Linked DNA regions of Mus musculus: regions 1, 2, 4 and 5 are each linked to region 3. Evidence: chromatin contacts called from public HiChIP or PLAC-seq, Micro-C and promoter capture Hi-C data. All regions are on one chromosome and are shown on one strand. The core of a region is the stretch at or near the end of the contact, and the rest is flanking DNA. Distances in the headings are between cores, read along the strand shown. Region 1 holds the start of Coq8a (coenzyme Q8A). Region 2 holds the start of Smyd3 (SET and MYND domain containing 3). Region 3 holds the start of Ahctf1 (AT hook containing transcription factor 1). Region 4 overlaps Cdc42bpa (CDC42 binding protein kinase alpha). Region 5 overlaps Psen2 (presenilin 2).

Evidence for each region. Hi-C and Micro-C count contacts between places; a contact is called where the count stands out from the background. HiChIP or PLAC-seq counts read pairs in DNA pulled down with a chosen protein or histone mark. Capture Hi-C pulls out chosen DNA fragments and counts their contacts.
Region 1: a Micro-C map of muscle stem cells shows a contact between it and region 3, with 8 times the contacts expected there. The contact joins the promoter of Coq8a here to the promoter of Ahctf1 in region 3. A contact is called at or near these places in 17 of 39 promoter capture datasets (the 3T3-L1 cell line, the C10 cell line, the HPC-7 cell line and 11 more), 2 of 484 Hi-C or Micro-C datasets (embryonic stem cells and muscle stem cells), 27 of 115 datasets of contacts at active chromatin or transcription factors (the 230-238 cell line, CD8 T cells, DN3 thymocytes and 19 more) and 3 of 9 other capture datasets (adipose tissue, embryonic stem cells and pancreatic islet).
Region 2: a promoter capture Hi-C map of liver shows a contact between it and region 3. The contact joins the promoter of Smyd3 here to the promoter of Ahctf1 in region 3. A contact is called at or near these places in 2 of 39 promoter capture datasets (liver and pre-B cells), 8 of 484 Hi-C or Micro-C datasets (B cells, CD4 T cells, CD8 T cells and 4 more), 14 of 115 datasets of contacts at active chromatin or transcription factors (the 230-238 cell line, the SCID.adh cell line, bone marrow-derived macrophages and 6 more) and 3 of 9 other capture datasets (adipose tissue, liver and pancreatic islet).
Region 4: an H3K27ac HiChIP or PLAC-seq map of epiblast stem cells shows a contact between it and region 3, with 3 times the contacts expected there. The contact joins the enhancer-like site here to the promoter of Ahctf1 in region 3. A contact is called at or near these places in 14 of 39 promoter capture datasets (the 3T3-L1 cell line, 3T3-L1-derived adipocytes, the C10 cell line and 9 more), 1 of 15 datasets of contacts at CTCF or cohesin (the NIH/3T3 cell line), 20 of 115 datasets of contacts at active chromatin or transcription factors (the 230-238 cell line, the SCID.adh cell line, bone marrow-derived dendritic cells and 14 more) and 3 of 9 other capture datasets (adipose tissue, liver and pancreatic islet).
Region 5: an H3K27ac HiChIP or PLAC-seq map of extraembryonic endoderm stem cells shows a contact between it and region 3, with 2.9 times the contacts expected there. The contact joins the enhancer-like site here to the promoter of Ahctf1 in region 3. A contact is called at or near these places in 18 of 39 promoter capture datasets (the 3T3-L1 cell line, 3T3-L1-derived adipocytes, the C10 cell line and 10 more), 2 of 484 Hi-C or Micro-C datasets (ECoMG myeloid progenitors and adipose-derived mesenchymal stem cells), 33 of 115 datasets of contacts at active chromatin or transcription factors (the SCID.adh cell line, astrocytes, bone marrow-derived dendritic cells and 18 more) and 3 of 9 other capture datasets (adipose tissue, embryonic stem cells and liver).

What each region holds. Positions count from the first base shown.
Region 1 is chr1:180,193,866-180,198,433 of GRCm38.p6, forward strand. Coq8a (coenzyme Q8A) reads right to left here and starts at 2,155. Exons shown (of 15, transcript NM_023341.3): 1 at 2,008-2,155.
Region 2 is chr1:179,515,013-179,520,113 of GRCm38.p6, forward strand. Smyd3 (SET and MYND domain containing 3) reads right to left here and starts at 3,029. Exons shown (of 12, transcript NM_027188.4): 1 at 2,776-3,029. The coding sequence starts at 2,939.
Region 3 is chr1:179,801,664-179,806,059 of GRCm38.p6, forward strand. Ahctf1 (AT hook containing transcription factor 1) reads right to left here and starts at 2,352. Exons shown (of 36, transcript NM_026375.2): 1 at 1,690-2,352.
Region 4 is chr1:180,137,805-180,142,410 of GRCm38.p6, forward strand. Cdc42bpa (CDC42 binding protein kinase alpha) reads left to right here. Exons shown (of 37, transcript NM_001359541.1): 24 at 1-62; 25 at 628-767; 26 at 1,919-2,000; 27 at 3,538-3,754; 28 at 4,473-4,535. Among named protein-coding and RNA genes, the nearest start is that of Gm38331, 8.2 kb to the right of the region's middle. Within about 2 kb of position 1,522, at least 33 of the 459 cell types and tissues checked have an H3K27ac peak or open chromatin away from gene starts, as enhancers often do. A contact at or near this core is called in epiblast stem cells, pancreatic cancer cells and second pharyngeal arch cranial neural crest, where this site is marked.
Region 5 is chr1:180,224,660-180,229,103 of GRCm38.p6, forward strand. It overlaps Psen2 (presenilin 2), which reads right to left. Exons shown (of 11, transcript NM_001128605.1): 10 at 4,184-4,302; 11 at 2,345-3,069. The coding sequence ends at 2,914. Among named protein-coding and RNA genes, the nearest start is that of Gm37336, 4.5 kb to the left of the region's middle. Within about 2 kb of position 1,377, at least 272 of the 459 cell types and tissues checked have an H3K27ac peak or open chromatin away from gene starts, as enhancers often do. A contact at or near this core is called in ECoMG myeloid progenitors, the SCID.adh cell line, adipose tissue and 14 more, where this site is marked.

The DNA.
Region 1 (4,568 bases), core at 905-3,404, 390 kb after region 3:
CACCCCAAAACCCCTACTTGGAATGCTCCTCCTTCCCCAGCTGCAGAATCCTGGCACATTCCCACAAAAATACAAATTCACTGCAAAGGCTTCGGATATTTTTCTTTTCCAGTGCATCATCTTTCATCTTCTCCGAACAGCCATCATTTTAGGACTTAATACTAAATTCTAGGTTCCACAGAAAGCAAAATGTAGACCCAAAAGCAAAGCCTCTCACTCTACACAAAAGAAGAACTGGACCATGGTTTCTGGTGCTAATCAACAACAAATGCATTCTGCAAACTGCGTGTGTGCAGACACTGCACGGAAACACCTGCATGTGTGTGCATGTATACGTGTGGTGTGCAGCCAGACACTCCCTGCAGACACAGGCATGCTCTCCTTCCACATTACAACACACGCACATGGCTAAGCAAACTGCGTGGATAAGAACAGTGCGCCCTCAGAAAGTCTCTTAGCCAGCATTTAGCGCCCACTTGTTTGCTCACCGTTGAAGAACCATCCTATGGTGGTTCCCTGTGCTAACCCGCCAAGGCTCCCAATGTTCCTAGGGGCAGAAACTACCAGTTTTCCACATCTTCATAATTTGTGCCTACTTAGTCACATTCATCAGGCACAAAGGCCCAGGGTTTCAGCCGCCAAGTCTCCCTCAGAATGTTTCACCCCTACCACCCAGTGCACTCAGGGTTTCACCTTTAAAGCCCCCACCGAATGCCTTCCACCATTTGTTTACAGCAGTGACTGTAACACTGTCTTAAACTTCCCAACTACTTGTGGGCAAGTTGCACAGAGGTCCTGGCAGCATGGGGTGACCCTGTCTAGAGTCCTGCCTGCATAGTTCTCAACCAAATTTGCTCTTGGGGGTATTTTGCAATGTCAGGGGACATTTTCAGTTGTCACAATTGGTGGGATTGGGTGGCCGTGGGGGTGTCACTATTTGTCTAGTAGTACAAGCCAGGGATTCAGCTACACACCCTGCATAAGATAAGCAGGCACAGTAAACAAGATTAGGTCCAACATGTTAATAGTCTGGAGTTGGGAAGTTCTGTCTCAGGTGGTTCATTAGCTCAGAGAATGCACAGATTGCCTGCCTCGCTTTTGCTTTGTGTCACCTGGTCCACAAGTGGTCACAATTCAGCTGTCTTCATTATTCACAAGGCTAAATATAGCATCCAAAGCTACCCTCGGAGTCGTACAGACACTGCTCTTGTAAGCCAACAAACCCCTCTAGCCTCTTCTCAGAAGTGCCTTCCTCACTCCAAATGTTTCCCAACAACCTCCCTGCCAGCATGGCCGCCAGCCACAGCACAACTGGATGTCTGTCATGATCACTAGTCCAAATCCTCCGGCAAGAAGGTTGGCCTGACACACCCCAGCTCCAGAGTCCCGTTCCACAGACACCAAGTCCAAGTGAGCCTAAATCAATTTTCTACAGTGCTGCAAGCCCAACCCAGATTGGATGTCTGCACACAGCCTCTGCCCCTTCAGGCTGCCTAGCCAATGAAGGGTCCCAGAACCCAGACCCGCCCCTACAGCGTTCTCCCTCTGTCCCCTCACACTCTGAAGGTGGCTTGGTTGAGTTATGTGACAGCTTCTGTGCAAGAGAGTGCAGGAGCTGTCAAAACTGGTAGTGTGGCCATCAGTGTCTGGGAAAAACAAGAGGACGGACCAAAAAGAAACGAAGAAAAAGGAACAAGGAAGGGACTTCTTCCCAGACTTCACCCCAGCCGTGAAACCCAACAGCTGGCTCGGGCTTAGAAGTTGTAGTTCTGACACAAACTGCAGCCAGAGCACACAGTTCGAGGGTCTGAGAGTTCAGAACATTATTGGGAGAAAGGCAGCCACGTGCGTGGACGACGCAGAGGCCACAAGCAACCCTCTGCTCGCTGAGCCAGACCCGGGTCGGGAAAGGGCTGCACCGTACGCAGGCCGCACTGTCACTTGAAAGTATAAGAAGGGACCCCGGGGTGCTGAGGTTAGCAGCGGGCCGGCAGGCGACAGCCTTACCGGGCTGCAGGAAGGTAGCTCCTCCGTCCGCAACGCAACGCCTCCGCGCGCTCGCCCCGCTGCGAGCGCTCCGCACACTCTCCGCTTCTGTTTACCTTCTAGCCCGGGTGCGCACGCCGCGCTCCGCTTGCCCCGCCTCCGAGCCCTCCCATTGGCTGAGCCGCTGTTTGTTAGCTGCCCCGATGCCACAGGACGCAGTGGGAGCGTGCTTACCGCGTGCGCAGCTCACAGCCAATAGGGACTGAGGGTGGAATAAAAGCAACCAATGAGAGGCCGCCCTTGAAGGCCGCGGTCCCTAATCTGCCTGTTAGCTGTCTTTTCTCCCGGGCAGGGAAAAAAGCCTGCAGTTGTTCTGCGCCTGCGTTCTGAAGATTGACAAGCGTTCACCTGGCAGCCACGTGAGGGTCGCCTGGGTACCGACGCTAGCTCAGCTTCCTAGGGGTCGGGCCGGGAAGACCTCAGAAGTTTTGATGGGACCACAGAGGAACCCCCCAGGCCCCCGCCCCAGGACCTAGACTAGGCCCGGGTTGGTTTTTTGGTTTGGTTTGGTTTGGTTTGGTTTTTTGCCATGTGATGAGGCTTCTGCCTGGGTTCCTCCAAAAGCACTTGGCCTAGGGAAGTGTTATGGCGCTGACACCAAAGTTCTATACCCTTCAGCTCTGTATTTAGACTAATTGTGCTTGCTTATTATGAGCGCCAATAAAAAAACAATCCTTTTCCAAGGTGAAAAACAGCCCTGAGGAGTGCACTCAACACACACAACATTGACCCACAACATCCCTAAGGGACTGCTGACCCAGAAAAGATAGGGTTGCGACAGGTCCATGCCACCTTTGTACCAAATGGGAGAAAATACCTAGCCTTGGGGCCTTTCCAAGATGCTTCCGTGCCAGCTCAGCCCTTTCGCCCAGCAATGCTAGGCCAGCTTCCCTCTAACGAACCTAAGACAATCGCTCGCTTCTCCCATGGTTTATTTTCCGTTTTTCGACAGATTGATATGATTTGGACCATGTTTCAAACAAAACAAAACAAAAACTCTGAAAGTATTCTCTATGCTTACTGTCTCCACTTCTTTTTCCATCCTTCTCCACAAAATCAATCTAATAAGGCTTCGATAGTTCGGATCTTGAATATTTTTTCCTCAAAGACCACTTTGGTCCCAAAGGGAAGTAGGCATAGGGAGGCTGTCAAACATTTAGGAAGTATGGCCTGATGAAAGAAAGTCACATCACTGAGGTTGTGACTTTATAGGGAATATTAGGACCTGGGAGCCTTCTCTGCTCCCATGAGAAGCCAACAGCTACCATGAGGTGAGCAGCTCTGCCCACTACACCATCCTACCATGACTTGCTGCTTCATGAGAGACCCCAAAGTCACAGCCCAATGGACCAAGGCCTAAATAAATCTTTCCTATTTCTAAGTTGGTTATCTTGAGTATTTTGCTGCATTATAGAAAGCTAAGGCTTTTCTGTTTAAAATACAGGCTTTAAGCATGCAGATTGCTAGTCTGATCAAAACTGAGATGGGCTCTGCCATTATTTCTTGAGTCTCTCTGCCCAGGCTTATTTCTCCAAGACTCCCACTGTCTGTACTCCTATCCTTGGTGTTAGTCCCTGGGGTTGACGCTCTATTCATTTTCCTTCTTTTCCAAGCTGGGATAATGTCCATGGACTTATTTCCAGGGGTGGTCTTTCCCCAGCCTGCTCGGCTCCACAGGTAAACTAGTCACTTCACTCACCGTGGGTTTCAACCCCAACACATCTTATTATTCTTATTGTTTCCTTGTGTCTCTATTTTGGGGCACATCATTCTCCTACTTTTGTCTTGGTTTATTTTTTAGACATGCTTCCGATCAGTTCTTTGAATGTTTTTGAAATAGATGATCTAAGGGTTTTGCCTAGATAGTTAGCCCAGGATCTTTTTTTATTTCCTCTGTGTTTATTACTGTAGCTCTGTGTGTCTTGTACTGCTGTTAAAATCTGGCTATCTTAACACAACATGGCATCTTTGGAAATCAGATTCTCCCCAGGAGCCCTTATAATTGTTGTTTAGTAACTTTTCAAAACTAATATGGGAAGTCTGTGGGGTGTGTGTGTGTGTGTGTGTGTGTGTGTGTGTATTATGTGTGTGACTATTAACACATCTACTTGGCTTACTGATCAGGTAAGAGGATGGACACAGATTTTCCTAAATGCCTGGAACCAGCAAGTTACCTGCCTCATACCACTGGTTGCTTGTTGGGGCCTGCCTTCAACACTCAGCCAAAAGGTTGACAACTCTACCTTAACCTAAACTTCCTGCTTGCACAATCTCTGGGGCACTCAGAGGTGAAGGCTAAGGGCCTCCGCCAGTTCTTCCTGACCGTAGCATGGCCCAAGCACAAGCATATGTGGACATGTCAGTCACTTCAAGATTTTGATTAGTCTGTGTTTACCCAAACTACGGAAGACAGCTGAGCTACACAGTTAAAGATGGTTAAGGCTTAAGTAAAAATGAGGACTCTTTAAGGGGGCCCTCCTTTTACCCCCAGGTCGTCAAAGGATGGCAGTTTTGTAAGGAGA
Region 2 (5,101 bases), core at 1,779-4,278, 290 kb before region 3:
GCAAGCGGGACCAGAATTAGAAGAAAAAGTGTCTGAAAACAGCTACAGTGTACTTACATATAATAAATAAATAAATCTTTAAAAAAAGACAGAAAGGTTAACAGAACATGGTAGCAAACGCCTTTAATCCCAGCATTTAGGAGACAGAGACAAGTGGATCTCTGAATTTGAAGCCAGCCTGGTGTACATAGTGAGTTCAGAGCAAATAGTGAGACACTGTCTCAAAAAAAAAAAGAAAAAGAAAAAGAAAAAAAGTTTGCAAAATAATCCTGCCAGACACTCATATTACAAAATGAGAGCTATGTCTGCTCTGCATTAGAACACAAAAACTCAACAATACAACACCTTCTTCTCACTTTATAAGTGATGGTGAATAATAAACAAACAAACAAACTCCACGTACAAGAAGAAGAACAGGAAAATGTATTCCACAATGATGCACATCATTACTGATGGGAAACCACATTAAGAATGTACCAGCATTTCACTAATACAGTTTTCAGGCTGCAATGATTCTCAACTAGGCAGCTCAGAGCCCTACAACCATAGAAACGAGTGTGTTCTGTGAAGGGCTTGCTATTATAACGCAAGTGAATTCCAGCATACATACAGCGTGACAACCCAAAGCAAACACAAATCAACTGTTTTGTGTAAAGAACGAATAAGCAAGTATCTGTTAGCCAGCCTGAAGGATGCACTTGTTTGGATTCCTGGCATTTGTTTATAACCCTGAGAGGTGAGGGCTGCCTCCTACCTTTTAGCCAAAAAGAACAATCCTTTCTCACCTGTCAGTTAAGGTAAGCAGTGGCCTGTGCTCGGCTAATCCAAGAAAGAGAGCAATTAGCTTCCCAAAGAGCACAGCAGAGTCCCTCGTCCAGGGTGCTACCAACAGGATGCGGCCCAGACTACAGCCCGACCACTACAGGGCAGTTCTGATTTGGTTCCTGTTCATCTTCACATCCAGGTTTCTCCCACCCTTAAAGCAAAGCTGAGAGTTCCCCAACAACCTTTCAAGAATTTTTTTTTTTTTTTTTTTTTTGGTTCTTGAATCACCATGGTTCTCGAAAGAAAAATGATAAAAGTCAGGCTCATTGTGTACTTTATTCTGGAAAATGGGAGATTCTTTCTAACGTATGACTCAAAATCAGCTCCAAGACAATATTTGTACAGAACTCCAGTACTTCATAAAATATATATATATATATATATATATATATATATATATATATAGCAAAATTTTTAAAAAGAACATCTCAGCCAGGTGTGGTGGTGCATGCCTTTAATCCCAGCACTCAGGAGGCAGAGGCAGGCAGATTTCTGTCTCGAAAAACAAAAACAAACAAACAAAAAAGAACATCTCAGGTTGAAGAGATGGTTCAGTGGTTAAGAGCACTGGCTGCCCTTCCAGAGCACCTGGGTTCAAAAGACAATCTCTGATCATTCCATTACTAATTTGTCATTGTTTATGATTAAATGCACCTGCTCTACCCACTGAGCAACACAGCCTTCAAACTATGTCTGCAAGGAGGCTTACATCATCTTTACCACTTAATGCTTTAGGACTTAAGCAGTAAGCTCTCTGCCATGGGGTGAGGTACATCTACACTCTAAATAGCCTACAAAGTATGTAACACAATGAAGGAAGAGTCCTGCTTTCTCCAATTAGTCTGTGAGAAGGGGGTTCGTGGCATTCGAGGCCGAGTTGTGAAGGGAGTGAATTGCTTTAACCCCACAAACTTCCCGCTGCTCTTTCAGCAACAAATCGCGTGCAGGTGTGTGCATGTCATTTCGATCACCACTTGAGAAGATAACAGATAACATTATTATTTGCTAACTTTAAAATGCAAAGCGAAGTCTTCAGTTATAAACTAAACAAGAATATTGTGGAAGCCGGGCGTTGGTAACAGCAAGACTTTGGGACGCAGAGAAGGCCAGCCTAGTCTACAGAGCAGCTACAGAGAAACCCTGTCTGAGGGGGCGGGGACTGAGGAGGGAGGAGAGGGGAGCGAGGGGAGTATCCTGGAATGTATAGTAAAGCTAGACTCCCCACCTCTACCCACCCCAAACACAGAGGGATGGGTCTGGAACCTACCTACCTCAGAGTCCTTATCCCAGTGCATGGTGGGAACCCGATGTGTGCGGACGGAAGTGTATATGTTACACAACTCTATAAACAGTAAAGCACCCTCCGCTGACACCGTGCTTCCAGACTTCGAAACACTGTCACATAAACTGTTGCATCTACACAGAGGTGGTGAGTTACATTTGTCCGCACAATCTCTAGAGGGCAAAGCACACCGCGAGTCCTACGCTCCTAGAGTAGACTGTTTGCATCTCTTATTTTGCTCTTTTGTTACACGGTTAATTCTCATTTGCTCCAGTCCTTAGGGATGTCTCATTCATCTTCCTAAACCCAAGCCACGTAAAATCCAGACCAGCAAAGTACAACATAAACACCAGGCTTCTCGCTCCTCCCGCAAGACAGGTCAGGTGGGGCCTCAGTTCTGATCCTGACGTACACACCCCTACTCCTTCCCAGACTCACACCCCCCTGCCACTTCTGATTTCCACAACCAATGAAGCTCGTTGCACAGGCTTTGAATATTTTTGTTCCCCAGCAAAATTATCTGCCCGACGCTTCCCCTTCATCTGCACCACTGCCTCCCCCAATTCCCACCGCAGCCTAGGGTGCTGCAGACACCCCACAGAGCTGTGCCCTCGAGGCCCACCCCCACCCGCAGAGCCACGCGCCCCGGGCTCAGGTTCCGTACGTACCCCAGTAGGCAGCGATCACAGACTACGCCACGACTCCCCTTGCACACAGTGTAAGCCAAGGGGTCGGAGCGGAAGAGCAGCTCCCCGGGGCGCAGTGGAGCCACAGCACGCAGCCCGTTTCCCCGGTTGGCAGTCGTGAACTTTTCCACCTTCAGTGCCTCCATCCTTCCTCAGATCCACACCTCAGATCCGAACTGCGTCCCTCAGCTTGAGTCTCGTGTTTTCTGACTGCGCGCCTGCGTCCTGCGCTTGCGTACACCAGGGGGCGGAGACGAGCGCGCAGGTCCTGTGAGCATGCGCAGGAGGACCTACTACAGCTCGGGATGGGGTGGTGTATTTCCTCCTGTATTTTATTCCGCGCTTTTTTTTTTCTTTTTCTTTTTCTTTTTCTTTTTGAGACGGAGTCTCACTATGTGTAGCAAAGACTGATCTGGAGCTCTCTTGATAGACCAAGGAACCTCTCTATTTAGACCTCGAACTCACAGGATTCTGCCCGCCTCAGCCTCCTCAGTTCTGGAATTCAAGGTGTGCTCCACCACGCCCAGCTTATTATGCAAATTTTAATGCATAGTGAAAAAAAAAATGGTAAGAGCCCATGAGTGGTGGCACACACCTTTAACCTCTGCACTGGGGAGGCAGAGGCAGGAAGACCTCTGAGTTTAAAGCCAGCGTGGTTTATAGAGTGAGTTTCAGGACAGCCAAGGCTATACAACAGAGAAGCCCTGTATCAAAAAAAAAAAAAAAAAAAAAAAAAGGGCAGTGGTTATCTGTATATTCAGCATCTAGATCGAAAAATTCTTAACATCTGCAGGGTTTTTTTTTAAGATTTATTTACTGTTATATGTAAGTGCACTATAGCTGTCTTCAGACTCACCAGAAAGGGCATCAGATCTCATTACAGATCTGTGGTGAGCAATCATGTGGTTTCTGGGATTTGAACTCAGGACCTTCAGAAGAGCAGTCAGTGCTCTTAACCACTGAGCCATCTCTCCAGCCCAGCATCTGCAGTTTTGGATCACACCTTCTGTATATCTATCTATATGCCTATATTTTTTTATAAACCGTTTTAGAGTTATGTTTGTTGAACCCTTTGAAATAATGTTGCAGTCAGGTCTTGAACTCAGAAACCCTTTATTCTCTTCCTCCTGAGTTCTTGGATTATGGATATACAAGCAAAGGATTATGGGTATACAATGAACAAGCAAAGGAGTAGGCACAAGACTGCCTAGGAGGGTCAGCATGATCAACCAGTTCTGATGCTCAGACTCAGCTATATGAGACCTATATCAGACCACACAAAGCTTTTTAAAGACAGCGTCTATTGTGTATCTCTGGCTGTCCTGGAACTCTCTGTGTAGATCAGGCTGGCCTTGAACTCATAGACATCCTGCCTCTGCCTTTCCTGTATACACGTCTGTGTGCCTTCTGGGAACCCCAGCAAACACACAAGTGGAAGACTAGCCTCAGTAACAGAGAAATCCTGCTTAAAACATCTTTTTCTATGAGTGATTTCTTACTTCAATCCAAATATTTTGTTGGTTTGTGACCATGCCTCACAATTTCGCCCTGGCTGACCTGAAAAATCTCTGTGTAAAGCAGGCTGGCTTGGAATTCGGAGATCTGCCTGCCTCTACCTCTCTGCCCCACCCACCAACCCTGTCCCTAATCCTGCCCCTTGCCCCACCCCTGCCTCTCTGCCTCTGCCCCTGCCCCTTCCTGTAACTTTAATTTTTTTTTGTTTTGTTTTGTTTTTTTTTTTTTTTTTTTTCGAGACAGGGTTTCTCTGTGTAGCCCTGGCTGTCCTGGAACTCACTTTGTAGACTAGGCTGGCCTTGAACTCAGAAATCCACCTGCCTCAGCCTCCCGAGTGCTGGGATTAAAGGCGTGCGTCACTACTGCCTGTAATTTTTTTTTAAAGTCTATATTTAATGATGTTTTTAAAATGTTTTAACCTCTCTTGAAGCCCACCACCTACTTGAGGTAATGGGAAAGAAAGGATACAGCGGAAGTGAGCCAGTTTAGATTTTTTTTTCTTTTTTTAGTAAATCTTATTTATGTTGTCAGGAAATCAGTAGGTTAGTTTATAGGCATCAGTATCGACAGCTCAATCATAAGCACTTTATGGATATATTAGTAGTCTAGTTAGGTAGAGTCAGGACGGTAAATATGAATCAGCAGCAATGGCACTATCTAGTAGAGGCAGTCAGGCCTCAGCCTACTCAAGAGTCAGTAGGAGGGACCCAGACTGACGTCAGCAAAGCGTTCCTTCAGGAGTCTACCTTAGCCTTTCATCTGTGTCCACTTCAGGAAAACACTCCTTCACAGG
Region 3 (4,396 bases), core at 1,102-3,601:
GTGGCTAAAGAAGAAAATCTGTGCAATAAGGCTGGATTAGAATAGACATGCTACGGAGACCTTTAAGCTAACCTAGAGAAGGAACACTTCATTCTTGGATTTATAAAGTTAGGATCTTAGCCTGGCGTGGTGGCGCACGCTTTTAATCCCAGCACTCGGGAGGAAGAGGCAGGCAGGCGGATCTCTCAGTTCGAGGACAGCCTGAGTTCCAGGACAGCCAGGGCTATACAGAGAAACCCTGTCTCAAAAAAAAAAAAAAAAAAAAAAAAAGCCAAAAATAAAATAAAATAATAAAAAAAATAAAGTTAGGATCTATGCTTTATTTGTTAAGTGGAGATCTGTGCTCCAACTTTAAATGTTTACAAATAATTAGGTTGCCTTACAAACTGGTAACATTTTACTACTAAATTACTATGTGGTTCCCACCTGTAATCCCGGTTATTCCCTGGGCTGAGGCAAGGACAGAGAAAAATTCAAGGATCCCCTGGCTACAAAGTGATAAGTGTCTCTCAAGAGTAAAGAGCAGGTCCTCTCAGAAGCAGGTTCTGCGCCTAACATGTGCGAGGCCATCCTCAGAACCACTAAAACTACAAACTAAATCACGGAATGTAGTCTCCCCATAGCACAAACATCACCGCTTGAAATAGGTAAATTCACCCAACAACGTCTGTCTTCTGGGAGGCTGACAGTTAAAGACAGTTCTTAAAGCCCACAGATTCTTTAGTATATCAAAAACCAAATTATATTTTCTTCTAAAGAATCCACGCTCTTTAAAAAATGTCTCCAACTGTCTATTAAAAAAAAAAGCACCCAAACTCAGCGACTTGGTTAGATCTCAGTGGCGGGGCTCGAGCTTAATAAGCTCGAGGTGGTAGCTTCGATCACTGGCATCAAAAATAAACAAAAATAACAACGCTCACTTTCCTATAACAACACACCTCTAAGAATGGCTGCCGTTTGCTTTAGGAACCGAAAAATCACAAGATCCCATGCTGGGGACACAACTCAAGTGGTGGAGCGCTTGCCTGACATGTGTGAGGACCTGGATGTGATTCTTCACGGTACCAAAAAGAAAGGTTCCACAAAGTCAACAAAAACCACCTGTCTCAAAAGGACCATGTGTGTACCTATCAATTCAAAAAGCAGAGTCGACTCTCCAAAAAGTCAACCAAAGGCAAAAGTCATGGGCCTTACAGCTCGCAGATGAGCTCCGGACACGGTTCTCTTAGATGTCCTGGACCAGATCCACTCAGCCCTGTGGCCCGCTTCGCGAGTGAAACTTTTTCCCCCGCCCAGGACTCACCCGAGCCAAGCACAGGACCATGTGGAGCTCACGCCAACGCCGGAGAGACTCGGAGCGCCCGCGGCTGTCCGCGGGGAACGCCCCACAAAGGTCTCCATCGCTCCGCTACACCCTGACGGCCCGGGGTCTCGAGTCAGACTCGTCCCGGGGGGCGGAGATCCCGCCCGCGGGCGCGGGAGACGAGCCCGGAGGCTCGACTCTGCGGCCATGTGCCGGCACCCGCCGCCAGGGTTATGTAACTAACGCCCGAGCGCTGGAACGAGCCGCACCGGTCGCGGCTCGCGGACGCCGCTTCCCCGCGAGGCGGTGCGCCCGGCCTAGGCCCCGGGCCTCGCCGCCCCGGCCGCCCCGCCCTCGGCGCGCGGGCCTGCGGTTCCCCACCCTACCTGAGCCCGCGGGCCAGGCCGCCAAGGGCCCCGGCGTCGCTGCTTCCGTGCGGTCCGTCACAGCATCTCCCGGGAGACACGGCCCGGCGCGCGCCCCGGGCCCGCGGAAGCCGCTTCTCGCTCAGTCTCTCGCCGGTCCCCTCAGGCCCCGGGTGCTCCTTCGCCCAATCCCGGCTTCGAACTCGTCCCACCGCCCGCGCCGCGTCCTCCCCGCTGGCGACTCGACTTACTGGGCTGGCACCGCTCGGGCCGCGCTCTGCGCATTACCCCGGGCGCACTGCCCGAACCCCACACACACAGCCTCTCCGCCCAGGGAAGGATCGTGGCCAGGGCGGGGATCCGATCGCAGATCGCGCTGCGGGGCTCGGACTTCTCGCGAGGGTTCCGGCCTCTGGCGCCGACTCCGCGGGAATTTTCAAACTTTCCCTACTAGGCCTTTCGCAAAGGGAGAAAACCGAGACGACGCCGGGAAGAAAGATTCATTTACGTACAGCAGGGTCTCTCCGCCTCCTAGGAGCAGATAGGCGAAAGACTACAAGTCCCATAGGGCTTTGTGCGCTGGGCGTAGTGTAGGGCGTGTCCGGCTTTGCGGAGCAAGGGCCGGCCTAATCTAGTGGCGGTTCCTGCTGGCAGCCAAGCGATAATCTTTCCGTCTATGACTGCTGCTCTTGCCTCCGTTTTTTCCGTTCTGTGCTCCAACTCTTCAAGGAAACGCACACACACACACAAAACCCAGACTTACTGAGAAACTCTTACTCTCATTTTTTTTTTTTTCTCAAAAAGCAGAGAGTTCAGGTCGCCTAGCCTAATCTTTTGTCATATATCTGACGCTGGGTAATTCTGCTGGCAGAGCTTCGTGCTTGGCATGCACGAAGCTGTAGGTTCCATTATGCCAAACCTATGTTTTCTTTTCGATTTGTTAGTATTGAGAGACGAGGAGTTGGGCAGACCCTTAGTAGACAAACAGGGACATGAGCCATGGCGAATTTCCAAGATGGCCAGCTTTTTTTAACCTCCTGATTTGAGACAAAAACCTGGCAAGCTTTTATCATCTACCTGCAGGTCACCTGCTGATGGACTGGTTCAATAAGTTCAAAGCCTGATTAGAACACGTTACACAACTGTAGTGGACCGATCAACCATCCATCCTTTCTGCCTTCAAACTGACCAACACTAAAGTAGGTCAGGGAGGTTTTAGAGGTTTTACAACCCCCAGGCCTCAAGAAGAGACTGGATTTTTCAGCTTCTCAAATCCCCTCTCTGTTTTGTAGAAGGTCTTTTTCTCTGTGTGTTTACTGCCTGCAATAAACGCCTTTTTAACTGCTAATTCTGCTACTGCTTGTTGTGCTTTGCCTTTTAACTCTTCTAGTCTTAACAGTTCTTTTTTTTTTTTTTTCCTTTCAGTTTGTTCTAGACATGGTTTCTCTGTGTAACAGCCCTGGCTATCTTGGAACTCTCTTAGTAGATGGGGCTGGCCTCAAACTCACAGAGATCTTCTTGCCTCTGTCTCCTGAGCCGTGGGATTAAAGACCTGAACCACCCTTTCATTCTTTTAACTATCAGTGAAAACAGATCCAATCAAGATCCCTAGACTGTATCATTTCTAGACTGTATCATTTCTAGACTGTATCATTTCTAGACTATCATTTGGAGCTCATCTTTGGGCTTTCTTCTGTAGACTATCAGTATCTCTCTTTGAAGCTAGACCCAGCACCAAAGAATTTTCAAACAAATGAAATAGAATGTGTCTTTATTACTGAGTTGTAAGAGCACAGGCAGAATCAGGAGGATCTCTGTGCGTTCAAGATCAGCCTGGTCTCCATAGTCGTTCCAAGGCTACATAGAGAAACCCTATCTCAAACAAACAAACAAACAAACAAACAAACAAACAAACAGAAGGGGGAAGAGAGAAGGAGAAGACATTAGTAGACTGCTTTAATCAGGAAAGCCTGTCTCTACTACTCTCTCTCTCTGCACAATTTTTGAGATAAAGCTGCCTCTTAGAAATAAACTGTTTATCTTTGTGACTTTTTCTTTATTCACTGCAAGATGTAAAAGTGTGCTAGTTTGCGCAAGGTATTATTCTAAATTGTGAGAGGAAGAAGTTAGACAAGATTTTGCAGTAAGTGTTGTGTGGTCTGGTTCTGTTTTGCTGGTAGTGAATGGGGTGTGTGAAGACTGTCTCATGTGCACCATTGGCCTTAAACTCAGTGTGTAACTGAGGATGACAGTCAGGGCTGGGGTTACAGGCATGCACCCCTTTCCCAGTTTTAGGTGGTTCTTAGGATCAAATTCGAGGCTTCATGAACGCTAAACAAGTACTCTACCAACAGAACTACATCCCCCATCCCTCTTTCTTATGAACTAATTTTCTGTTTTCAAACAGAAAACCTGCCTTTGTCCTACACCCATGTTAGTTTCCATCCCTGCCTGCCTTCCTCTTCTGTCTATATTCCCATCCTTTGGAACAAATTTCCTTCCATATCAGACTCCTTGGTAGTAAGAAGAAGATGGATTTTCAGCCCAGGAATTCTACCACTGAGCTTAGTAACTGGGGAATCAGGTGACCTTTTGGGCGTTTGTTCGTTAATCATCTGCAGAGCACAGAGGACTGACACAGAGCACAGAGGACTGACACAGAGCACAGAGGACTGACACAGAGCACAGAGGACTGACACAGATTCTTTAGGCTGAGGATTAAAAGTCC
Region 4 (4,606 bases), core at 272-2,771, 340 kb after region 3:
AAGGTCCACTGGGCATAGACCCCCAGAAGGGAGTTGGGACGGCGTATGAGGGTCATGTCAGGGTAAGTACCTTGTTTGTCACTTAATAAACATAGTGCTTAAGAGAAAAGTTAATTACTCGAACTCATTTAAATAATATTTTAACTAGAGTCATGATTACATGCAAATGAACTCTAGAATATCACAAACTGTTCTGTCTTTCTGTATCTCGAGATTTGCAAATGTTGCAGTCATCATAAAGGAGTCTTGGGGCTCTGGTCTTACCTAAGAGGGAGGGTTAAGTTAGGAACTATGACGATGTTGGTTTGCTAGCCAGAGTAACACGCACAGTGTGACCTGAGTGTCAGGTTCATCTTATAACCATGTCTGCTTGTTACGCTTTTCTCTAAAAGCCATGAGTGACCTGCATTTAGTGAGTTGTCAGTTCAGAGCCCTCAGAAGCTGCTGGGAACTACAGTGTTCCCACTTTCCCCTCACTGTTGGCCCCTTGTCACTCTTGCAGTCTTAGCAGCGAGAGAGCAGGCCCAGGATAGGCGGGCGCGCACAGACTTCAGGTGCCACCTGCAGCTCACCATAATTCTCATTTGAGTTTTGTCTGTTTGTTTGTCTGACTGAAACTGAACCAAGATCCCTAAGCCGGCGGGAGTGAAGAAAGGGTGGCAGAGAGCACTGGCTGTGGTCTGCGACTTCAAACTGTTTCTTTATGATATCGCAGAGGGAAAAGCATCGCAGCCCACCTCCGTCATTAGTCAAGTGATTGACATGAGGTAAGGGCGAGGAATAAAGACAGATCTGTCACAGCAGCGTAGATCAAGGTTTATGGTCTTTCTTCTAGGTTACTATGTTTTGGTAAAATAATTTTGTGTCAGTTTTCAGGTTTAGCCCTACAGCTACATACTAGAAAGTTAAGGGTGGTTCTAGGGCAAGTTGGTTTGTGTCTTGAGTATGTGGAGTCAAAGTTGACATCTAAAAGACCAGTTATGTAGTAAAAGAGTCCTAATTATGCGCTGTTCAAGTCATCGTCTGAAACTGCAAAGTGACTGAGTGTAAGTGAAGGGGTAACTCTCCCACGGCCCCTGGACAACGCACTAAAGCAGCCAACACCTGAGAGTCTGTCTCCCTAGCACCACTGTCCAGACTCTTCGTGTGCCCTCAACACCTCCCTCCTTTCCTAGAACCTCGGGCATTGTCCTGGGGGTGGTTATTTTCTCCCACAGCTTCAGGCATTGCTTCTGAATGGTGGGTCCCACTTGTCTCCTATTCAGGCACAGCCATTGCTAAAAATGCACATTCCCCCTATGCCTAGTATCTGAAGCACAGTGAAATACACAGGGAATATCAGCAAGGGCGATGTGGCAGACCTGAAAAGTGAGGAGCTAGCGCTAGCAAAGGGCCATTCCTCAGCCCACATGGTCACGGATAGCCTGGACAACAGCAAGACTGTCTGTTACAAGGAATGCAAGACGGAGTCAAGACTTAAAGGCAGAGGGAGTAGGGGACTCATGACTCATCGCAGGAGCAAGGAGTAAGCCACTCCTCACAGTCAGGGGAGCAGACACAGCACACATGAGACTCATTATGGCAGGCAGGAGAGTCATTAGGAATTCTGGAGGCTAACAAAAGCTGCTTCTGGCTGTGTGCTTCCTGGTCTTGTGTACCTTTGTGGGTCACTGTTATGTCTGGTGTAATGCACCACTGCCAGGTCACTCCTGATGAATTACCTTGAGTACTGTTAGTCATTATGTAGGGGAGTCTTGTACTTTGTTTTTTTGTTGTTGTTGTTTTGCTTTAAATTGAGCTTGGGTGTTTATACAGTTAAGCTTTGAGGATTGCTTTGTATATGTTATTTGGGTATATAAGCAAAACCATACACACACAGCAACATGTAACAACCTTAAATGTTTAACTTTTATTTCAGAGATGAAGAATTTTCTGTGAGTTCAGTCTTAGCTTCTGATGTTATTCACGCAAGTCGAAAAGATATCCCCTGTATATTCAGGGTAAGTCTATGAGTCGAAAAGATATCCCCTGTATATTCAGGGTAAGTCTGTGGATGACTGAGCACATACAGGCTTTGGGTTTGTGCACATTTGTTTGTGTGCACACATGTTTGTGTGCACATGCATGTGAAGGGTAGACGGTGACATCAGCTATCTTCCTTGACTGCTCTCCACATTGTTTACTGAGATGGAGTCTCACTGAACCTGCTGCTAGCAGCTGTAGCTAGTTTAGCTCGCCAGTTTGCCCCAGCCATTCCTGGCTCTACCTCTGGAGCTCTGGGGCAACAGACAAACCCACCTAGCTCTTACCTGGGTTCTGGGGATCCAAACTCTGACCCTCAGGTTTGTGTAGCATGTGCTTTATCCACTGAGCCAACTCTCCAGCACCTAATTACTTGTTTTTAATGAATATATTTTGCTACTCTGTATAAATCATAAAGTTACTGGAACAACACCTAGACCTAGTACTCATTTATGTATCCGTACCATCCATGGATGCAAAATTGTGCTAAGACTTGTAGAATACATCAGTGTTTCTAAAGTATTCTTCATGTTCTATAATGTTTTTGAGTCCCAGTTAACCTCTAAATAAATATTATCTCATGCAGTTCTTCAAATTAAAAAAAAAAAGTTGCTCTCTATAAAACTCTCATTGTAAAAATTGTGATTCAGTTGTCTACTTCTTTATAACAAATATTCCAAAATGTGAATAGTGCTCGTCTGTCTCTGTTGTGTATGAATCTTACATCCAAGGAAGGTCAGAGATTAAACCTAGTCTCTCACTTTCCAGGCCAGCAGCTGTTTATTCTCCCCTAGCTATCTAGGGAGCCTATAAAGGTTCACTTACCTGTAACTAATTTGCAGTAGAATTGTATTGTCACTGATGTTTAAAGCATATGTAAGTATGTAAAGGGTGTCTATACATTTATGTAGCGTGTATATTATATACATAATAAATAATAGCTTAAAAGTGCTCTGATTGATTTGTAAACTTTATTTGCATACTGTTTCTAGTGCTCTTGTCTTCTTTAATGAGAATATAAAAGGTTGTCAGGAAGCACTAAGACTTTGGGAACAGTCTGATGCAGTGCTTCAGAGCACTGGGACGCGCTCTGCTCCACGCTCGTGAGATTGCTCACTTTCCCTTTACCGTGGAGTCTCACATAGACGCTTAGGTTATAATCATACTTGTTGTCTCCTGAAGCTGTTAAGGGGTGAAATGAGTTAATACTTGTAAGTTACTTTTCTTCCTGGTACTTGATAATTTTGTGTCAGTTATGAAATTGGTGTCTACATTATTTTATAGCATTATGTAACACAGCATGAAATGAAAGTCACACTTGGACTTGTATCACCTCCTGCTGTTTGAATTGTAGTGTTACAGTGAGACACTTTCACTCAGTGCAACTAAAGTGTGCTAAAGTGATAATTTAATAAATGCTCATTTTACTGATGAGTGCTAAGCAGATGAGCGTAATTCTGAAGCTAGCATTAGAGATGTCTGTTTTCTAATATTGTGACTATTAAATTGTTTTAGGTCACAGCTTCCCAGCTCTCAGCACCTAGTAACAAATGTTCCATCCTGATGCTAGCAGACAGCGAGAATGAGAGGAGTAAGTGGGTGGGAGTGCTGAGTGAACTCCACAAGATTCTGAAGAAAAACAAGTTCAGAGACCGCTCAGTGTATGTCCCCAAGGAGGCGTACGACAGCACGCTACCCCTCATTAAGACAACGCAGGCCGCTGCAATCATAGGTAGGACTCTATACCACTCAGTGTCGTGACTGTCCACTGGCTACCTTTTGAGCTGGTGCTGCGTCTCACATAGGAGTCCCCAGTGTCCGGGGTAATGTTTAGAGGTTCGTGGGATGGAGGCGCCTTGGCCAGGCTGGTGGGTTAGCGCCTACACGAGTGCAAGTGTATTAGCTTCCTAAAATGCACTAGTGCCGAAGCCCAGCTGCTCGTGGCCGTCTCTGCTTTTGTGATTGGGACAAGGTAATTCCTAGAGTGCGGGCTTCTTTTCTAATGTGCAGTGGAGGAATCTGAAATCCTAGCGTGCTCAGCCTGCCACCAGCAAACAGCAGCTCCCTCTCGTGTGTGGCTGTTTCCCTTTGCTCCGCTCTGAAGCACATGGCCCACTTCCCCTGCTTTCTAGTAAACAATAGGAAGTTTAGTGAGTGGGAGTCAGATTCCTTTCACGTGTTTCCAGAGTGGGTGGTGTCTGTGACACTAACAAACTAGGTTGTTAATTTTATTGTTATTGAATAAGCAGTTACTTCTTTTGATAGGTACTAAAGCAGGTTTTTTTAATTGATAGTTCTATTTTTATTTGCCACTGTAATCTGAGAGGAAACATTTTGATATTGTTATTTATCTTTACTATTGCACCAAATATTCTCATTATTTGCTTTATTCTGGTATCTTTACATTACCTTTATCTGATGAAAATGTTTTATGTTTGTGTCTTACATAGATCATGAACGGATAGCTTTGGGAAATGAAGAAGGATTATTTGTTGTGCATGTCACCAAAGATGGTAAGAGAAACCCCAGTTATTTCAGAGAAACCTTAAATTATATATTAGAAAGCTCTTGAACCTGGAGTTTA
Region 5 (4,444 bases), core at 127-2,626, 420 kb after region 3:
CACAAAGCCTGACCATCTGCGTTGAGTCCCTGGGGCTGATCCAGTGGAAGGGAGGAACAGACCCCTGCATACTGCCTCCAGCTTCCAGATGTGTGTAGCTGCTCTTTGCTACTTTGTGGGGGTCTTCTTTTTCCCATTTTTTTATCCATCTCCAACCCCGCTCCCCGACTACTAACAAACCCTATCCAAATCCCCTGAGTCCAACCCCGCCTCTCTGGGCCCTAGCATTAATACCCTCTGAAAAGTTCCCAGAATTCTAAACACCACACAATTGTAGAAACTGCAAGAGCAGGAGGAGCCTCAGAGTCAGCTGCTGTGGACAGTCGGAAGCAGCCCCACACCCTACACCTGGGATTAAAACGATACAGTGATTCTCTATTTTTAAAAGAAAGCAAAATTTCAGAACTGTCACTACAGGTTTGTGCCATGACACACACACACACACACACACACACACACACACACACACTGCAGAATGATATCATTTCTATAAAGCAAAAAACAACAACAACAACAACAAAAAAACAACCATGCCAACGTCTAAAATAAAACCAGCTGGAGTACAAATTGACTTCACGCCTATCAACAGTCATCATGGATGAGGGAGGGCTCTGCAGTGGCCCACCCTCCCCTGAGGAGTTACAGACAGCTCACAGTCCCTGGGGGACGAGTCACATCCCTTGGTCCTGGAGCGACCAGTAACTTGTCCTTGCTCAGATAGATAACCCCTCCCACACTTGTGCAGGTAGCCCTGAACAGTAATGGGACACAAAGAGCAAGACAAGACACGAGAGTAAAGGAAGAGGACTTGGTGAGAAGAAGGGTCCTTTCGGAAGGGGGTCGGGAGGGCGGGGAGAGAACGGGGGAGAATATAATCAAGGTATATTATACATGAAATTATCAAAGAATTTTTTAAAGGAACAGATTGTCCTAAGAATGGGTACAAAGGCAATAGGATTGATATCTTTTTTTTTTAATCACTTATTTCTGAGACCAATAAGGAAGTTATTAGCTGACTGGCTCCACAGGGCGGGGATGAGGTTTGCAGATCTGCTCAGTGTCCTTTCCAGGACGTTTGGATCTCTCTTGAACTCCTGGGGTTTTTGGTTTTTGGTTTACTGGGTTTTGATGTTGTTTTGTTTTGTTTTGGGTTGTTGTTGCTCTTGTTTTGTCTTTTCCACTCGTGTGCTGGGTCCTTCTGCTGTGAAGAGTTCAGGTCGAATCTACTCTAGGATCTTTCTTTTCTTCCTCGTGACACTTCCACTTCACTTCCCTCAGAGACTTGTGTTTTCCCAGTCCTAACACTGTCTTAGCCAGGAACCGCGGGTCCTTCAGGGACCAACCACGGCTCACCTTGCTCCCCACGCCCCGCCCCCGCGTCAGCTCGTTTACACGGTGGGGCGGGGCACACCTCTATTTCCACTTTCGGCGCTGAGTGTGGCCTCTATCCTGGCTAGCCTTTTCATAAACATCTCCTCGAGCTGCTAAGATCAAAACATTTACCCAACCTTCACCCTAGAACTACTCTGTGGAAGATAAACATTTCCATAATTGACAGTTGTAATGGGCTTTTCTGTTTTCTCCGCCGCCGCCACCGGTGCTTTAATGGCGAGGAATTATCCCGGCATCCTCAGCTGCTCTCTGGTCTCCCAGGCTCTGCTCTGTATCAGTTACCAACTTCCAACATGGTGTCTGATATCAGCAGCATGTGTCCCTGCCCTGCTGGTCTTCTTGGGTCTCTGCTGTGTCTCAGGTAGTGCTACGGGGGAAGAAGCGCCACCCTTGCTCAGTACCCAGCAGTTACTTTTGGAGCACAGGGTTGGGGCTAGCACACACACCTGGGTTTTCTCTGCAGCCCCAGCAGGGCAGTAGCTTCTGTGGTCTCACGTCCCCACCCAGAGGCACTTCAGAGACTCAGCAACCTGTGCCAGGCTGAGGCAGAGAGAAGCTTGCCTGCCTTTCATCGCAGGCAGGAACCGGAAGCAACTCTGAACCCAGGTGGCCCCCTAGCCCTTTGGCTTTCTGGCTTCTACTAAGGACGGACATCTGTCAAAGCAACCACTCAGCTTTTTAGCAACTTCCTTGCAGTATTTCTGACCCCACATACAACCTACCAAAGCCATAGCCAGGGATCTATGTGGTTCCAGCAGGTTTTGTCCCAATACCTCCCAATGCCCTGTTATGGAACTTTTTAGTTAAAGAACCCAGTGCAGAGAGGCCAGGCAGTTAAGCTTGGTCAGGTCAAGATATTTGTGCAGGAACAGAAACCCTAAGACAATGGGTTAAGCCCCGCCCCTAGCCCCTCTCACTACACAGCGGAGAACAAAGGGGCCAAACACCAGCATTCCAGCAGGAGCATCTGTTTATTGGTATCATTATTAAGCCACTTCCCAGCAGTCACTGCAGAAATAAGAACAGGACTTGGCTTCTAAGGTTCTAAAGTAACAGACATCACAAACACAGCACTGGGGACATTCATGACTGCACACGGGCTTTCCACCTCTGGTCAGGGTGATGGCGCCTCCTGGTTCCCACAATGCACCTGTTCCTTCTGATCATCCCTGGAGACTTACAGACGTGGACAGGGGCCTGCATCCTCCCCAACCTGCTCCACACACGACCTCATCCCTGAAGAGACGCTTGCTTGCTGAGCATCCAAGCATCCCACCGGCGCCACAGATGCTCCGACAGGCAAGCTGCAGTCTGGTGACAAGACAGGTAGCACCGAAGGGTGGCTTCTGCTTCCTCATCACGAAGTAAACACGACACGTTTTTATTCTTTTTTTTTTTTTCTTCTTCTTCTTTTGTAAGGAAAGAAAATTTCTTTAAAAAATATATGGCACTAGAGTGTAAAACTATACACCTGCATCCAGTGACGCCCCCATAGCTCTCGGAGCCTCCGCCTGGCTCCTGTCAGATGTAGAGCTGGTGGGAGGCCAGAGTGTCCATGAAAGGGCGCACCAGGTTGTCTGTGGAGAAGTAGAAGATGAGTCCAAAGGTGATGGAGATGGGGAGGGCGGGCAGAGCCTTCTTGAACACAGCAAGCAGCAGGAGGGTGAGACACAAGCCCTGCAGGAAGGACATCAAGGTGAGGGAACTCGGTGACATGACCTTGTGGGTGGTGTAATCCTGAGACTAGCCCGAACGGCCACAGACATGTGCTGTCTCTTAGAGATATGCAATTGCCCCTCAAGATGCACGGGGCAGGGCTCCCCCCCACCCCAGTCAGGACACCTGCATATTGGTTACTAGGTGGACAGAGCCCTGGACAGGCCATAGGGCTTCCCCATCTAGGGACAGTGGGCAAATAGATGGTGGGAGCCTCTCTCCAGGGACTGGAGTTTTGTTGTTTTATTTTGTTTGCATTTACAAGAGACCCAGATGAGCTGAAATGAAACCCTCTGAGATTCTCAGCAGCAGTCACCAATGAAATCATAGGTGTTGTGTAAGCCGTCCCTTTGGAAGCAAGCATGGTGGTGGCCGTTTCTACCTCTACCCTTGGTGTCTAGGGTGAGGGCAAATCACCAAAGTGCCTGCCCTGCCCTTGGAACAACGGGTCCCAAGTCAGACAGCATGGAAGGGGAGGAACCCCAGGTCTGTTATCCCATCCCTGACACACATGTGGACAGAGACAAGCTCTTCTGGTCACTGGACAAAGCACCAGGCTCCCACCTAAGGGCAGCACAAGGTGCTGCAGCCTTCTCAGGGACTCTTCTGACATCTAAAAGAAGCATCCTCTAAGATGACATTGCAGGGTATGTCTCCCAGCTTGAGTGCCAACCATCAGAGCCTCCAGACTACTGCTGGGGTTGGAAGACCCAGGTTTCAGCATCCCTTGGGGTCCTGATGGCACTGAGAATATGCAGCTGTGGAATGGGAGGGGAGACCTTTCCGCTCCTCCCTGCTTCCATGGGTAAAAGCCTTTGGCTATTTCATCACCCATAAATCTCAGACAATCCACGATCGGAGGAACCAAGGGACAAGGGCCTAAAGCTCTCATCCAGGTCCTGGCATAAGATACATATGGTGAGTGAGATCCAAGCCTCCCACTCCATCCCGGGTGCTCTCTCTCAGGAGGGAGCACACCTTGGACACCCCTCCCCTCGATGCCTTTGCCCTAAGAGGGGAGACAGCAACAATAAATGACCCACGAGTGCCCACACCCACCACACAGCCCACTCACAATGAGGATGGCGATAAAACAGGCCAGCGTAGTGTTCCAGTCTCCGTTGCCAGTGGCTGCAGCCTTGCCCACCAGGACGCTGTAGAAGATGAAGTCTCCCAGGCCGAGCTTCACGCCCCCTGTGTGGAGAAGAGAAAGTGGTCCCTGTCCAATCCAACTGATAGGAAACCTCGGCAGGAAGCAGGCAAAAGAAAGAAAAAAAAAAAAAAAAAAGAAAAAAAAAAAGGAAGTGAGGGGCCAGGACTTGAGCCAAGCGACCCA